2 separate regions of the Columba livia genome follow, and region 2 is linked to region 1. Evidence: chromatin contacts called from public Hi-C data. All regions are on one chromosome and are shown on one strand. The core of a region is the stretch at or near the end of the contact, and the rest is flanking DNA. Distances in the headings are between cores, read along the strand shown. Region 1 overlaps PIBF1 (progesterone immunomodulatory binding factor 1). Region 2 has its middle 120 kb from the start of TBC1D4.

Region 1 (2,627 bases), core at 34-2,533:
TGAGCTGACTAGAATCTTCAGTGAAATATCCTCAGATGAAAAGGATCCTTGAGACCATTGCATCAGAGACTAGGATTAAGCCATTTGGTAGTTCTAAACAATAACTAGCACCCTATATAAGCCATAGCTCTATATCAAAAGAGGTAGAAAGACATCAGATAGTAAAGGAAACTTTCATAGATACATAAGTTTTCTCAGAGTCTTGGAAATGTTAAACTAGTGTACCAAGCTAAAAGTTATTGGTAGACTATTTTTCTGCGCAGCTTTTTTCCTGAACAAGATTAATATTAAAAATAATGAAGGAAAGAAGGCACATATCTCACCTAAGACTGAGTCCTCATCTGTCCTTTCTAGAGAGAGACGTAAAGACCAAGTAATCAAAGCACTACTTGAAAGAATTTGTGTCAGGGGGCTGGAGAAGGATTCTAGAGTGCAGTCTTTAATTACAGATGTGCAAAGTTCAGAAGAAATCTTGGGGAACACAGTCATTCTGGAGTAGCAAGAGCAGCCTCAATTTTACAGCATTCAGACACATCTAGTGCCAACTGATCCTTTGAGTGCAATAGATTCATTCTTTGAAGACTATAGAAATGTTCTTCCTCCAGCTGGGAAACATTATCACAGAGAAAATTGTTAGGTATGTCTAGCAAAACCTGACAGCTACTAATCCCAATTCAGAGATGAGGCCTTAGAAGAAATCTTTGTCCTACATACATCCAGCTTTGTCTTCAGGCTAACCATAGCTTTTAGATAAATCTCATACTATAAATTCGTTTGTAAGTCCCAAAGGCAACTTTACAGAAAAAAATAACTAATGAAAGGAAGCCCTGATAAAACTGCACCAAGACCAAATTCCAGGAAAACATTGCCAAGAAACTCATAGCCAGAAGAAAAAAGCAATACTTAATCTTCTAGAGCTACAAAGAAAAGCAGAATTTCCCTCTCAGACTCTCCCAGCCTTGAGAGAAACACACAAGTAGTAAATTACATCTGTCTGAGGGAACGTTCTAACCACTTTGGAAGCAAACAACTCTGAAAATAGTACATTGATATTTAGCATGGGAACACACACATCAGAAGCTAGTTTTGTTTCTGGGAAGCTCCTGGTAATACACCACTATATCTGGACTTTCTTCTCTGCACCTCCAAAGTTGATGGTGCCAACATTATTTGTACTTGAAGTACAGAGCACTGTAAAAGAAGGACTGAAATGAGTCTGTACTGTACATTTGCTAACAGATCAGTCAGAACTGCCATAAAAGAACATCACTTTTACCAGTTCCACTGCCTCCATCCAGTCTGCTGCTGCTGCACCTAGAATCAGAGGAACTGTACTGGTCTAAATCACAGATGCAGCAATTGAGTACAGAGATCCATTGACTTAGTGGTTAGTACTGCAGAACCACTTATACTGACGAATTTAAAACCAGAAATTGGTGACAAAGATCTTTCGACACTATCTGTGTTTATCAGATTATGTTTCAGTGTTAGAAATCAAGCTTCACACGCTGTTCTCTGCTACCAGTCATCAGAAACAGCTTCTATCCCTACCAGGTCTGCATTACAGCTTCAGCAGGCTTTTATTAAGTGCTAACTCAGAACAGCAAGACAGTCAACAAGAGAACTTGTTACAAAGTCAAAGAGCTTTAGTGGTCTTACTCCTCAGCATACTAAGAATTATAAGAGGAGACTGATAAACACTTCTGCCCCTTCTGAACAAACAACATATGTATTCATATACCTAGACTACAAATACAGGTGACAAACATTCGAAAGACATCTTTTCTGCCCTAACGTCAGAAATAGAAGTTTTTCTAATACAAATGAATTAACTAATTGCCTAGAGATAAAGAAAATGTGGATTTGTCAAGGCTTAGGAAATGAGTTTCTAGAAGGCTACAACTCCATTTTTAGAGAACCAACCTTCTGAACTGATACAGCTGGATGCTCATAAACTCAGTTGGCTGAGAGGACACAATACCAGGTCACAGCACTCACTCCTGCACCAGGCCAGTTCTGTTGTGCCAACAATGAGCTTTGTTTATTTTTTTGTTTAGTGGGTTCCCCCTCACCTCCCCCAATAAACAAACAAAAAATAGGACAGCATGTAACAACAAAAGATTTAGTGGGTCTGAAGACCTAACTTTACATAATTGATACTGAGCCATATTGCCTTATCGTAATAGTGTTCAGAGAACATAACTATGCTGCTTTGCTTTCTCACAAAACAGTACATAAAGGCTTATGGGCAGAGAAAACAAAATAACCAATCTGTCTCACATTCACACTCCAAAGCAAGAATCAGTACAATTAGAGCTCATTTCCTTTGACTGAATTAAAGGACTGCAGCCATCTAGTCACAAATTAACGAAGCTGATGTTAGGCAATGGTTGTCTTATTTGATGATTTAATTTCACACTTAAATTTTCCTATATTTGGCTTAACATATTATGTAAGTTTGGATTTTTCTTTAAACTTTCTCAATTCTTTGTTGGCTAGATAGACTTTCCTATGAGTTTAAACCTAATTCTGTAGTATTTCTCATTATTTTATACCTGGGTAAATGTCTGCATGTATATAACTTGCTCAAACCTAGTCTGTCAGCCATGAACAACCAGAAAAACCAG
Region 2 (2,627 bases), core at 81-2,580, 960 kb before region 1:
CTGCCGCTTTCTTTGCATGACGGAGGCTCATGTCACCATGAGGTCTGGAGTTACAAATCAAGTTTGTGATATCTCTCTTCTATCTGCCAGCAACCCTCTCCAAGCTGTAAACACATCAAGAGATAATGGTTACCTTCTTTTCACTGTAATGAAGTAGGGAGGAGAAAGCACGTACAACCCAATCCTTGGTAGCCCCAGAAGCACACTGACAGCCCCCACAACTACTGCCCCCCACAAACTGATCCTTTTTCCCATGTGAAATAAGCCACAGGCTGGATTTTGCCATGAAGCAAAAGGCACTTCAGCACTCAGGTGAGTAAAACTCTTCTCCCTTCCCAAAGACCAGGTTCACCACCATTTGAAGTTCGGACATTCAGGAAAGGAGGAGGTGAGCTTTTGTGTAAAGATTGAGTGCACTAAACCCCTATTGTCTTGGCCTCTGAACTGTGGGTGAAAAAACCCTCTTATTTTCAGAAAAATCGAAATACCATGCCAGACAGTAGAGCACACGACCTCCTTGGGGTTACCTTTTTGTAAGGTAACCATCTGGTCTGTTTGTTGCTTTTTTTTTTTTTTAAGGTTAAAATAGATGTTGTTCTGTGTCTGTAAGTGATAAATACAATTTCAGTGCAGAGGGCTGAAGGGTGTGTAGCATATTTCTTTGATTTGCAGGGCCAATAAAACTTGTGTACTGAGAGTGGCTTCCTTTGAGCATCTTTCTACAGAAGCTTTTAATAATTCCTTTCCATCCACGTGAAAAGCCACACACAGTCATGGTTATTATACCATGTAGGATTAACTTAAAGTACAGCACTGAGCTTGCAAAGGTTTGGGGTGTCGAGTTTTCTGTGCAGTCTGATACCTAAGTTAAGTATTTAAGCACTCTCCTCATTTACATAATGTAATTGTTACATTCGTTAACAGTTATTCTCTCTTCCAAATCCTGTGTCTGATCTCTACTAGGCGAATGTTGTCAAACCAATTAAATAGAAAAGCATCAGATGTAGAGGGGAGGAAAAAGAAAGCAAAAAGATGATCACAAGTTTCTCAGCAGGCTTTGCAGCCCTTTAACCACAGTACAGAGCTGACGTGGTTGCTGATTCTACCTCCTTATTCAATTTTGTCCCTAATAGCCATGGAAACAAAGAAGTGTCAGTAAAAGAAACCATTTCACTCAGTTCCTTTCTGACCACCGCCTGCACTAAAAGCTTTGTTATTTGCTCTCCACTCTGCGTGCTGGAGGGAAAGGAAGGAGAGAGCACGGTAGCTCACAGAGGGCAAGGATGGCTGCAGATGTGGCAGGGAGGGACAGAACAGCAGGGGACCAGGCTGAGAGGGTGGTGACCCAAGCAGTTGACAAGTGATGTAATCTTCAGAAAAGAAAACAACAAATAGGACTGTCTCAATGTGCCCTCCCCCCCCGCTCTGTTTCCTACCCCTGCTCCTTTTGCTTTGGCCCAGAAACTTAAAGTGAAGGTGCAGGTGCTGGTGGAGCAAACCAGCAGCAGCAGAGGGAGCTCCACAGAGAAGTATGGACAGCAAGGGCAAGGTGGACTCTTTAAGGACCGAAGAGTGGTCCCCGCTTTGCTTTGTTCTTTTGCCAACCTCTTAGCAAACCCCTGATGAAGACTGAGGTAGAGCTGGGAGGCAGGAGCAGGTAAGTCTAAGCAAAAGGAGCACAGGGTCTATGATGAGGGAGGAGAAGACTTGAGGAGGGAGTTGTCACCAATGTGGGAAATAGGTGGGGACATTAGGCCGTGAGAAAGGTGAACAACTTTTCTTTAAGAAAATAGGTGGAAGAGGCAAAAGAATACAAAATTGGGGAAGTGTATGTGTGAGTTGTGGAGGAAGCATCAAACAGGACATCAGCGTTTCCCAGATGAAGGCCATGCAATGCCCTGGCTGGAGCGTGAGGTTCGACAGGCTATGCTAATTATAAAAATTAAATATATATATATATATATATATATATATATATATGTATATAAAGATGGTAATATCTGAGAGCCACCAGTAGCGTCAGGCTAGGAATAGCAGTACTTGAAAGGTGGTGATTAAAATGTCTCCTGTTCTTTTTGCAAAACCTTTGACTGTGAGGGAATTGATAGAAAACAGTCAAAGCCGTTAGTGATTCTCTGTTTTGTTTCTATCACCTTAATAGAAAAACAGCAACAACAACAACAAAATCAATCTTCAGAATTTTGTTTATTCCTCTAACAAGGAGAGTTACGGGTGCTTGCTGCTAGGTTTTGGGAGACTGAAAGGACTAATTAATCTGAAACTCAGAGTTTGCGTAAGTTTGCAAAATATACACAATGATAAATATTTATGTAACTTTTTTTTTTAATCTATGAAGAATATTTTAACCACAGTGCTGTTCACTGTAGTGTCTAATTGTTATTATCTCAATTTCCAGAAAGATTATTTCCAGAGACTCTCACTGAATGGAGATACCCACATAAGCCTGGGTTTATCCTGCATAGTTGTGAGCTCTTACCTCAATAATGCCACTGAGGTTATTTATTCACCAAAAACTGATGACCGGGAGTTAACATTAATGAGGATTATTTCAGAGTATTGAGCCATGACTCACCTCTCTTAAATCCAAAGGAGACTGGGTGTATGTG

What was found. Hi-C and Micro-C count contacts between places; a contact is called where the count stands out from the background.
Region 2: a contact with region 1 is called in a Hi-C map of crop, with 2.5 times the contacts expected there. The contact joins two enhancer-like sites. A contact is called at or near these places in 2 of 2 Hi-C or Micro-C datasets (crop and liver).

Annotation. Positions count from the first base shown.
Region 1 is chr1:44,039,782-44,042,408 of bColLiv1.pat.W.v2, reverse strand. All of the region lies in intron 5 of PIBF1 (progesterone immunomodulatory binding factor 1), which reads right to left. Among named protein-coding and RNA genes, the nearest start is that of DIS3, 14 kb to the right of the region's middle. Within about 2 kb of position 1,283, at least 1 of the 3 cell types and tissues checked has an H3K27ac peak away from gene starts, as active enhancers do.
Region 2 is chr1:44,999,799-45,002,425 of bColLiv1.pat.W.v2, reverse strand. No RefSeq gene overlaps it. Among named protein-coding and RNA genes, the nearest start is that of TBC1D4, 120 kb to the left of the region's middle. Within about 2 kb of position 1,330, at least 1 of the 3 cell types and tissues checked has an H3K27ac peak away from gene starts, as active enhancers do.